Linked DNA regions of Ovis aries: region 2 is linked to region 1. A link is a contact called in public Hi-C data. All regions are on one chromosome and are shown on one strand. Each heading gives the region's core, a stretch centred on a gene start, on an enhancer-like site or on the middle of the called end of the contact. The rest is flanking DNA. Distances are from core to core; before and after follow the strand shown. Region 1 holds the start of SETD6 (SET domain containing 6, protein lysine methyltransferase). Region 2 holds the start of SLC38A7 (solute carrier family 38 member 7).

Evidence for each region. Hi-C and Micro-C count contacts between places; a contact is called where the count stands out from the background.
Region 2: a Hi-C map of hypothalamus shows a contact between it and region 1, with 3 times the contacts expected there. The contact joins the promoter of SLC38A7 here to the promoter of SETD6 in region 1. A contact is called at or near these places in 3 of 16 Hi-C or Micro-C datasets (hypothalamus, liver and tail adipose tissue).

What each region holds. Positions count from the first base shown.
Region 1 is chr14:25,885,460-25,891,424 of ARS-UI_Ramb_v3.0, reverse strand. It overlaps SETD6 (SET domain containing 6, protein lysine methyltransferase), which reads right to left and starts at 3,504. Exons shown (of 9, transcript XM_027977905.2): 1 at 3,455-3,504; 2 at 3,143-3,235; 3 at 2,918-3,062; 4 at 2,703-2,844; 5 at 2,372-2,566; 6 at 2,131-2,251; 7 at 930-1,110; 8 at 669-811; 9 at 1-510. The coding sequence starts at 3,481. The coding sequence ends at 205. It overlaps NDRG4 (NDRG family member 4), which reads right to left. Exons shown (of 17, transcript XM_042231741.1): 17 at 4,774-5,965.
Region 2 is chr14:26,027,404-26,033,368 of ARS-UI_Ramb_v3.0, reverse strand. SLC38A7 (solute carrier family 38 member 7) reads left to right here and starts at 3,657. Exons shown (of 12, transcript XM_060397991.1): 1 at 3,657-3,685; 2 at 4,209-4,343; 3 at 5,435-5,859. The coding sequence starts at 5,590.

The sequences.
Region 1 (5,965 bases), core at 2,255-4,754:
AAGTCTACTGCTCCTGATCCTTCAGCTGTCACTCTTACCTTGGAGTTCATCCTATTTTGTTAACAATTTTGCTACTTTTCCTTTTGGTATTAGTACAAAACACAAAGCAGAAGATCCAAATTTTACTTTTTTCCAAGCATCAGTGCATAATAGCTTAGCATGAAGTTCCTCTTCGGGATACTCCTTCAGGCAGAAGGGAGCCTGCTAACGTGTCAGCTCCAACAGCCGGTGTAGAATCATCTTCTGACCGTAACGCACCTGTAAGGCTTGCTGTTCCCTCCAGCTAAGTGCCGCATAGACCTCCTTGTTGCTGAGTAAATCTTGCTCAGTTTTCAAGTCTGTGGCATAGGTTTGCAGGGTCAACAAAACACTGTCCCGAAGAAGCTGTCTCCATGATGCTTTGAGTTTGGGGATGTCTGTGATTGTCAGGCTGTCTTCTTTGGTTTTATCATCTTCCCATCCATTCCGGTCTTTAAACTCTCTGAACTCCTCAGCAGACATGCACAGTACCTAGAAGCAACCATGGGGCCCTTTGAAGTAGGATATAATACTTGCATGTTTCTGAAACTGATTCAGAGAAGCTGGCCTATCCCGGCAGCATTTGCGTGTACTCTGTCCAGGCCACCTTTCCTCTCATCTAGCTCTAAATACTCATTTTGAGCATTTACCTTGAGTGTAGCGGCCAGTTCCTCTTCAGTCAGTACCTCTTCACGCCCAATCACGAAGGCTCCCTCTTCCCCTACCATCTCCAATTTGCATAAGAAATCCCAGCGTTCATACAGTAGGAGCCTTTCAGCTTCAACTTTTGTTCCTATAGATAGAAAAGTACCGGTGTGAAAGTCTTGGTAAACCCAAAACCTCATTTCTCCTTAGTCCACAAAAAGGGGGCAAGGATAGACACATACACCAGCGTGAGCTAAACCACTCACCCTGTAACGCGGCTTCACGAACAGTCACCATCTGAATGTCAGCTGTGTCGTTGGTGTTGTCAGGATATGGTTCAGCAAAACCATACATGTGAATCAGTTGCCAGTTAGCCATTTGCCCGTAAGTGTTGAAGATCTCATGGCCTTTAGGAATGGGCTGAATGGCCACCATCCGAAGACAAGTCTGGGGTGGAAGGGTTCAGAAGCTGGGGTCAAGCCCTTTCCGGGCCACCCCTAAGAATATGACTTCGCTCCTAGGAAAGTATAGTTCCTCCAACGGGTATAGTTCAGCGATGAGACTGATGCTGTACCTACCAACATGCTACTATTAGTTAAGATCCTGCGCTGTAGAATAAAACAAATGAGGCTTGTAAAAGTCTAAACAGCCCAATGCTTTAGTAGGTGAAACCTCTGCTCAGTCATCTCAAGCACTTCAAAAAGTTGCTAGCTTTAAAAAATGAACTAAGGATTTCCTGGTGGTCTTAGTGGTTAAGGCTCCAAGCTTCCACTGCAGCAAGGTGTGGGTTCCATCCCTGCTTGGGGAACTAAGATACCATGTGCCGCACAGTGCAGCCAAAAAAAAAAACCCAGATCAAAGGAAATTCACTGGCGGTTCAGAGGTTAGGACTCAATCCCTGGTTGGGTAACTAAGATACGCGCAGCTCTGTTAAAAAAAAAAAAGCCAACAAAACCACAACCCAGATCAAAGTAGGAACAGCAAATGGAGACAAGGTTTTAAAAATAACAGCCATTTCCTAACTTTTAACTCTGTAAACTTACATCTTTTCTTGCAACTTTCCACTTAGCAAATAGATATAAACACAGTCCTGGTATCATCTTGAACCCTTTCTTAGGAACATCCCCTCTTCTGAAAAGTACTGACGCTATGGCTGTTCCAGATCCCTGACAATCTCAGCTCATTGGCACTGCACAGAACAGACCTAAAGCACCAAAACAACGATGGCACAGGTTTAGCAGAGGATTAACCCCAACTTTCTTTGAGGGCTTTAGTGTTCAGAGAACTTCACTGTAATATGCAAGCAGAATACATAGCGGAGGAACTAATTTCACCTACTCATTTCTAGCATGAGGAGAACTGAGCCCATTTGGCTCAACTGCCAGGCCAGCATGAAGAAGACATTGGTTCGATTCAAATGCCCAAGCATCAAGGCACAGAAACAAGAACTGGGAGGGATCCACTCACTGGAGAGTATTCTAGATTGGCATTGTGATTGGCTAAATGGTTTAGTATGTCTGCAGCAGGCACCATCAAAGGAGAGTTTGGCTCCTTTTCATCCTCCTCTTCCTCCAGTGGTTCCTGAAAGCTGCCACAGAAAGAACTTGGCTAAAGCCCAGTGTTGGGGTGGGGCTCACTGTTCTTTCCCTTCTGGTCACTCAACAGAGTTCTAAAGAAGAGAGTCCTTTGCAAGGCTCTACTCACTGACCTGTAGGCCATCACAAGAGCCACGAGCTGGCGGTAGAGTTCCAGAGATCGGACCCTGGGGCTGAAAAGATCGGCGTGGGCGTCCATGAAGGGCAGCACAATGGAATAATACTCGCTGCGGATGTTGGCCAAATCCTTCTCCACGGCCTCAGGTACGCCTGTGCCCTGCAGCAATCGCCGGCGCTCCTCCTCTGGCCTGCAGTGACACCCCCACCCAGGTTCTTCACCCAATCTACCGAGACTAGCGCTTGGCACCCGTGTCCCAAGGGCAAGCGGTTCGAGCCAGGCAACGTACGGTGTTGGCGCTCCCCAGCCCCTCCTACGGCTCTCACCAGAACATGGGATGCTCCAAGCGGCCCAGCTCGGGCCAGAGCGCAAAGTAGGGGCGCCAGAGCGAGGCCGGGGCCTGCATCTCGTGGAGTAGCGCCAGCAGCAGCGGCACCCAGCCCGACTGGCTCTGCAGCGCGCCTCGCTCTGGGGGAGACACGAAGATTAGGGACCCCGCGGGCCCAACTCAGCATCTCTCCACCCCTGTCGGCGTGCCCACCTCGTTCCAGCACGCCGCTGATGGAGCAGGTGTGCTGCGACAGGAGCGCGGCCCGCGGCACCGCGAACAGCAGTTCACCGGGCTGCACGCTCTCCCGGGCAACCATGCCGTAGCCGGCCACCGTGCCCTGCCGGCTCACCGCCACCTGAGCAGAGAGAATGGCAGCTCAGAGCTGGCCCACGCCCGCTTCCCCGCTGCACCCACCTCCCCCAGGTCCCCTCTCACCTTGGGACTCAGCTCCAGTCCCACCCGCTGGCACCAGCTCAGGAAGCTGGCCACCGGGGCCGGGTCTTCGTCGCTGCCCGCAGGCCCGGCCACCTAAGACAGGCAAGCGCAGTGGCGCGGCCCCGCCCGGGAGAGCTCGATGGGGGCGGAGAAGACGGGGGCGCGCGCGCGGAGGAAGGCCCGGGCTTGGGGAGGGGACGCGAAGAGCGGCGAGTGACTCGCGGCACGGCGCAGAGCGCGCGCGCCAGGAGGGCGGGAGAGTGGCGTGGCGCGGTGGAAAGGGGTGCACCGCCGCCGCCCGCCGTGACTTACCCGCCGGCGCTTCGCCTGCGTCGCCATGGTCCGAGGGCACGGAGCCTCCCGCGTCTGTAGAGCCGCACCGGCGCTTCCGGCGTCCGGGGGCTGGACTTTCGAGGGCGGGCCCTATGTCCCCGCCCCGGACCACGTGACGTTCATTTCGCCTTCGCTCGGAAGACAGGCAAGGATTTGCACTCAGCACAGAGTCGGACACGACTGAAGCGACTTAGCAGCAGCAGCTTTTGAAATGTGCTGGAGAAGACTCTTGAGAGTCCCTTGGACTGCAAGGAGTTCCAACCAGTCCATCCTAAGGAAATCATTCCTGAATATTCATTGGAAGGACTGATGCTGAAGCTGAAACTCCAGTGCTTTGGCCACCTGATGGGAAGAACTGACTCATTGGAAAAGACCCTGATGCTGGGAAAGATTGAAGGCGGGAGGAGAAGGGGACGACAGAGGATGAGATGGTTGGATAGCATCACCGACTCAATGGACATGGGTTTGAGTAGGCTCCGGGAGTTGGCGATGGACAGGGAGGCCTGGCGTGCTGCAGTCCATGGGGTCGCAAAGAGACGGACACGACTGGGCGACTGAACTGAACTGATATCATCCCCGCTGAAAACATCTTTGAGGCCAAGTGTCCGCAGCTGGGTTTAGAAAACGTGCGGTTGGGTGCATGAAGGCGTGTCCTTTTGCCGCCTTGAGCGTGGTCTGAGCCAGGCACAACGTTTTCCCGCTTAGGTCTCTGACAGCAGAGGTAAAAGCCCAGTTGAAGTGCAAAATCTGGTTTCTGGATGCGAAGGGAAGGCCTCGCGAGAGATCGGCTGGGAGCGCGAATAGAGCGGTTTGCGCAGTTTCGTGGGGAGTGGGCGGGGCTCTCCAAACTAGAACAGACCTTGTCCTGCTTCTGCAGAGCAGAAGGAGGGGTTTGCTTTTATTTACTTGGTTCTTTCGTAACTGACAAACGGCAGGATAGTGAATGAATCAGAAATGGTGGTTAAACACGGGGAAATAGCATGTCGTTAAATTTAAGAAATTAAAGGCAGCAAATACAGAGATTACAGATCTGGGTTTTGAAGTCTATTACTGCCAAGGTTCAGCTCCCACTTTGGTCTCTTGTTAGGGCAAATTCAGTTTTCTCAGCTGTGAAACTAGGATAATTAATATCTACCTTGTGGAATGTGACAAGATCTGGAAATACAGAGACGGATGGAAATGCCTGTCTTCGTTCTAAACGTTCAACCCTACCTAAAACCCAGGAAGCACCAGCCTCACCAGCTTATACTTCCTCTTTCAAAGCTTCCCACGATGGGCACAGCATCATCCTACTCAAATTCTTCTTATTACTTTATTAGTTTTTCAGCACAGTTAACTCTTTCTATGTTGACAAGGGGTTTTGTTTTACATTTTGTCATCTCAAAGTCTCACGACATCAGCCACCAGAATACACAAGAGTAGGCTCTTCACTTTGTACAGAGGAAAATAATAAATTCCATTAAAAGTTCACTTTGACCAAAGAAGACACAACCTCCAATGGAAAGCCACACGCGGGGGTACCCAATATACATATATATATATAATGTATAGGTATTTATAGATATCTCATCTGAAAGAACACAGAAAAGAAATCCAAGTTTCACAGCGCTATCTACAGTAAGGGATTAATTCTACCAGCTTTTCAAACAGTCACATTTGATATTCAGAGGAAGCACGCGAGTGAACAGAACTGGGGGCAGACTAACACTCCAGTGGGCTCTAGAGCAGTGTAGAGTGATGGCTTAAGAGCATAGAAGGGGGTGACGTGTGCAGAGGAAATGTGGATGCAGGCGTCCCCTCAGCCCCACACGCACCCACCCGCCTCCACAGTCCTGCATTTTTCATTGCCCTCTCCTCTTCTCTTTGCTCATTTGGGGGCTTATGGCAATTGATTTAGGCTCAGAGACAAATGGCTTCTGGTTTCCGGGCCAGGAGATTCTACCTGGTAAGGTGGTGGATAGGAAGTATATGGCACAGTGCTGGGCTTCAGGTGACAGGAAGGGGCTGGGGTGTGTGGGGAGCCTTGCCCTTCTGCCTTGCCCTTGTTCACTTCCAGAAACGTTACCTCCCACCCCTGGACCCAGCAAGCCCCAGCCTAGGCCTCCTCCACCTGGCTAGGATGGTGATGTGGGGCTACCTTGGACAGTTTTCTCCACATGAGCGTGCTCAGTGATGCCCACGTGAAACGCTGACAGAGCTTGATGAGAACTCTCTCTAGAAACGTTTCTAGTGACCTTGCCACGCTGCTGCTGACTGAGCTGTCTTCCATGGAACCTGGAGGCACAAAGGGGGGTCTCTGAGGGAACTCTATGGGAACTCTGAGCCGCCACTGTCTGCAGGCTTCCAAAAGTAGTCACCATGAAGTTCTCAGAAGTGCACCCAACACTCAAAGGCTATCCCAGCCTTTAACCTCAGCCCCAGTCAGCTCCCTATGGAGGCAGAGGACCAGGTGACGTTCTGCCTCGGGGCCTTGGCTCAGCAATGGGCCAG
Region 2 (5,965 bases), core at 2,408-4,907, 140 kb before region 1:
TGTTCCTGTTGCTAATGGATATCCCAAGGTGATGAAAGGTCAAGTGAATGGACTGACTCACTGGATGTCTTTGGGAAGGTATCTTAAATGGGGAAATAGGCAACAGATTAGTCAGCGGCTATGTAAAGGAGCTGACTGCTTATCATAGAAGAAACTGCTTCAAGTCGCCCTGTCTGGAGCCAAAGTGGTTGCAAGTTGGCCATCAAGACCTCAGCTGGAAAAGGAACTTGACCACGCGGCAGACCTTGTTATTTTTAAACACATGCATTTCCAGCTCACCCTGGACTAAGTCCTATTCCTCACCGAAAAGTCATGCAGGGTGTGAACCTGATTTTTTCTGACAGTTCAATCTGTTTGCCATCAACCTTTTCCTTGCTTCCTACTAGAGTCTAAGATGTTAATGTTTACTTCCGCTCGATAGAGGAGGTGGTTTGCCTGCCCAGAAAGAGAAGTCATGCCTTTGTTTCACTATAATTTAAGGCAGAATAGTTCTCAAATCTGGATTTTTAAAATATTGATTCCCTGGTCTTACCTCCAGGCATTTTAGCTCAGTATGTCTGAGGTAAGGCTTGGAATTTTTTTTTTCATAATAATAATAATAAACTTTCTAGGTGATACAGAGATACAGCTGACCCATGGGCCAGCCATTGGGTGCTATTAGACCAAACTGCCTCATGCTTACCTCTAAACAACCAAAGTCCAGCTCATTCAACCAACTTGAGAATTTTGTTTTTGAGAATTTTTTCCTTACTCCTAGGCTGTGGAAATTTTTTAAATTAATTTTTATTGGAGTATGTTGATTGGAAAAATTTTAATAGAAATTAATGGTTTATTTCTATCTAATAACTGAAAAACAACTTTTTCTTTTTTAAAAAAGTCTTATAGACATGTTGGGAATAGTGCTGCAAATCACATAATTGACGGGGGATTTGTATCCAGAATATATAAAGGAATCTTACAACTCAATAAAAAAACAATAACTGGAAAAGGGTTCTGAATAGACACTTCTCCAGAGAATACATACTAATAGCTAATAACCACATGAAAAGATGGTAACATGAGTCATCAGGGAAATGCAACTCAAAACCACAATGAGAATCACTTCACACACACTAGGATGGTTATAATCAGACAATAGCAAGGGTTTTCATGGATATAGAGAAACTAGAACCCTTATGGACTTCCCAGGCAGCACAGTGGTAAAGCATTCACTGCCAATGCAGGAGACGCAAGAGATGCTAGTACGATCCCTGGTTTGGGAAGATCCCCTGGAGTAGGAAATAGCAGCCCACTCCATTATTCTTGCCTGGAAAAATCCCATGGACAGAGGTCCCTGGCTGACTAGTTTACAGAGTTGCCAAGAGTTGGACACGACAGAGCACGTGCAGTTATAGTTACAGAACATTTATACATCTGCTGTAGGCTTCCCTGGTGGTTCAGTGGGTAAAGTGTCTGCCTACAATGCGGGAGACCTGGGTTCGATCCCTGGGTCGGGAAGATCCCCTGGAGAAGGAAATGGCAACCCACTCCAGTACTCTTGCCTGGAAAATCCCATGGACTGAGAAGCCTGGTAGGCTACAGTCCATGGGGTCGCAAAGAGTCGGACACAACTGAGCGACTTTCCTTTCCTGGTCAGAATGTAAAATGGGACAATTGCTTTGGAAAACAGTCTGGCAATTCCTCAAAAGGTTAGACGTTACCATTTGACCCAGAAATTCTACTTCTATGTGGATACAAAATAAATGTGCATACAAAAACATGTGCCTGAATGTTCACTGTGGCATTATTCATAAGAGCCAAAAAATGGAAACCATAAAAGTCCAATCAACTGATGAATGAATAAGCAAAATTTTATATAGCCATACACATACATACATATAATAATACTCAGCAATAAAAGGAATAAAGTACTAAGATATGCTTCAATCTGAATGAATCTTGAAAACAGTTCATGCAGGGCACAAAGTAGATTAGTGGTTGCCAGGGGCTTGGGAGAGGGAGGAATGGAGAATGACCGCTAATGGTTGCAGGGTTTTGGGGTGAATGATAACAATGTTCTGATATTAGGTAGTGGTAATGAGCAAAACTCTGAATACACTAAAAACCACTGTACTGGGCACCGAAAGTATGAATTCTGTGGTAAAATTCATAAATCACAACAAAATCATTTATGTTTTAAAAAATCTGAAACAGCTCAGATATCCTTCAAAGGTGATTAGTTACACAAACTGTGCACAGACCATGAAATATTGTTACTCAGTAACAAAACATACACTCCTTGCATGAGTCTTCCAGCAATTATGCTGGATAAAAATGGCCAATCCTAAAAATTTACAGACTTTATGATCCTATTTATAGAACATTTTTTGAAATGAGAACCTTTTAGAAGTGGAGTTAACTGCCATGGATGAGTGATTGAGAGGAGTTACAGGAGGGGATGGCCTTGCTGGAGGGAAGTGAGTGTGGTTATGTTAACACAGGGGCAACAGGAGGGATCCCTGTGATGAATGAAATATTCAGAATCCTGAATGTGGTGTATGTAGATTTGTGAACTCCACACATGATGAAGTTGTATTGAACTAAATATACACCAAAAATGACTATAAATGTGACTGAGGAAATGGAATATGATCAGTGGATCAAGTCAGTGTCAGTATCCTGGTTGTGACATGGTGCTGTAATTGTGCAAAATGTCACCACTGAGGGAAACCAGGTAAACAGTACACAGAATCTCACCAGCAAGGACCTTTGGTGCATGGAGTAGAGGTAATATAGATGAGGCCGTTGGAATGCCAAAGGTTATGTGACAACTTTCAAGTGGCGCACAGCCAGAAACAGAAGCCAGGGCTCTGGACACTGATTCATTCATTCAACAAATATTTATTTATTTGAGTGACACCAATGCCTCAGATTCTCAGTTGTAGAATCCAGGCTCTGGGGTTATAACCATTAATATGAACAACCCTCAGGCCAGCTACGCCTCAAGGAGGTACAGATGACCCCTCTCTATCCTGAGTTAAAAAGTCCAGAGTCCCTGTCTGTGGGTGTGAAGACAAGAAGGGAAACAAAGAAGGGCAATGAAGCCAAACAGCCAGGGCCCACGGGGTACTGGGACTGGCAAAGATACCAAACAGCCCAAAGCTCTTCCTAAAAGGAAGCAGAAGTGTGTGGTTTGGCCAAGGGACCCAGAACCAAAAGTAACCGGATAAATACGGGTGGGCAGGGTGCCAGGACTAGTTTGGGGCAGTGCTTTCAGGATGAGGATTAGAGAGCTGGCAAACTCATTGGGAAAGTCCCTGATGCTGGGAAAGACCGAGGGGAAAGCTTTGGGATGAGGATTAGGGAGCTGGTAGACACATTGGAAAAGTTCCTGATGCTGGGAAAGATCGAGGGCAGAAGGAAAAGAGGGCGTCAGAGGATGAGATGGCTGGACGGCCTCACCGATGCAATGAACATGCACTTGGGCAAACTCCGGGAGTTAGTGAGGGACAGGGAGGCCTGGCATGCTGAAGTTCACGGGGGTGGGAAAGAGTCGGACACGGCTGGGCGACTGAACAACAGTCTAACACTGACGCCCGCAGAAAACTACAACTCCCAGCGTGCCCCACGGTCTGCCCCGGCCCCGGCGGTCATGTGATCGCTGCTCACGTGTCTCCACTGCCGGCCGGGGCTAGAAAGACCGCAGGTAGGTGGAAGGAGGTACAGACTGGTGGAGGGTGGAATCTGAGTCCCCAAGGGCCCCACCGCGGCAGAACCGTACTCATTCGCTGCAGGGCTCTGCACCCTGACATCCTCTGTCCCACGCCAGCTCGGGGTCGGCCGGCCCTTGCCGCGCCTTATCCCGGCCTGTCCCTACCTGGTTACCTGTCGTGCCCCGGAACCCCCTCCCCAGTTTACCACACAGCAGCCCACTCTCTGTCCTGTGGTGGGCCGTGGCCCCCTTTCCAATGCAGCCCACCCGTCGTATTTCTGGGATTCGGCCCCAGGCTGGCCTGGGTACTTACTCTCGTTGGGCTCTCAGGGGCCTACTGCGATGGTTACAGCTCTGGCCTGAGTGCGTGGGCATTAAGCTGCTAGTTCTGACTCTGCCAACGAGCCTCTGGGACACTAGCCTCTCTCCCTCCGTGGGTCTGTTTCCCTGACTGTGCTGGTGCTTCACTCTGAGTTGAGAGTCAGAGAGTCTCACTTCCCTTCACTCTGTTCACCAGCACTGGTGAAGTTTGAGAAAGAAAAAATTGAAGGCAAACAGGGAAGTGAGGAGAATCAGATTTCAGAGTTTGGGGGAGAAGACACCATAAGGAATAGCTCTCTGTCCACCAAAGCCAGAAGGGCGGAAAGAGCAGGTAAGCTGGGGAACATAGAGCAGAGTAATTTGAGGGAGGGGAGGCTAAGAGATTCCGGACCACTGCAGAGACCTCTTGTGTCTGAGAGGTGAGCAGGATGGAGGACGGGGTCTCACAGCGTGGGGAGCACCTGCTTTACATGGTTCTCTCCGGAGCTACACTGGAAGCCTCAGATCAAAAGTGCCTCCAGTACTCATTCACTACTTTGATTTTTTGCTGAGTTGCTGGCTGGGTGGCAAGTTGCATAAGAGGAAGCCCTATGGCATCTGACTGATCTTTCTGGATTTGGAGCCAGCAGGGAGACATTTTCCCCAGAGCTGTGTCCCTTGGTTGCATGCTTGGTGACATGTCGGAGAGCACCCAAACACCCCCTTTTCCCTCTGATAAGTTTACAGCTCCCAACTTTGTTCAGCCATCACAGGAGGAGCCATGGCAAGAATCAGACCACCCAAGAGGCCTCAGTAGACATTTTAAACCCCCCAGTGTGCTGGGGGCATGAGACGGAATGCGTCTGTGATGGGCAGTGGTGAGGTCAGTCATGTGGGAGAAGAGAATTTAAATCTTCACTGAAATTTTGAAGGGCTTTGAAAGCTCCACAGCATTTAGACTCTTGGCTGGAGGGAGGTATGCCGGGCTATAAGAAACTGAAATACCCACAGTTCTAGGTGAGGATTGTTCTTCAGACCCTGCGGTATAGAAACCAGTTGGGAAGCCAGACAGATTTGGATCTAAATCTTGCTCTGCAGCTTGCTACTCTGTGATCCTGAATGAGTGATTTGATCTCTCTGAGCCTTGTGACCACTGTAATCTAAGGAATGAGTGAGATAAGATACGTGCATGACACTCCTGCTTGATGCACGGCCTCTAGTGCTGACATGTCGGTACCCCTCTCTTATGAGTTTGTGTCTTACCTGATCAGTGCGTGAGCCTGAAGCAGGAGTCACGTCTGACATCTTTCTGTGTCTGCCATTACCCTGGGGCACCCAGTGCAGTGATCCACACACTGGCATACCTGGGTTTGGATCTCAGCCATCTGATCTTGGGGAAAGTTGTTATCTTGGGATAACAGTATACCTGCCTTTCCCATCTAGGTTTAGGAGAGCCAGAACCCACAGGCCTCCTAGGATAACAGCGCCACACAGGCTGGAGCCACCCTTCCAGCTGAACGTGTGTTCCCTCAGTTCCCCAGCGGATGAGGCCGTGAGACAGAACGCACAGACCCTGCGGGAACAGGATTCCCCGGGCCATGGCCCAGGTCAGCATCAACAGAGACCTTGGCGAATGGGGCTTAAGCACGGACTCTGGGGAGCGTGCCCGTCTGCTGCAGAGTCCCTCTGTGGACATAGCCCCCAAGAGTGAGGGGGAGGCCCCTCCTGGGGGTGCGGGCGGAGGCACCACTTCAACACTTGGAGCCATCTTCATCGTTGTCAATGCCTGCCTGGGCGCGGGGCTACTCAACTTCCCGGCAGCCTTCAGCACTGCCGGGGGCGTGGCAGCCGGCATCACGTTGCAGATGGTGAGTGAGGGGGGCCTGGCAGGCAGAAATGCAGAGTGGTGGGTCTGGGCTCCTGGCCTCAAAAGGGAGGCTCTGGATCAGCAGTGGTCAGTGACACATGCTAATC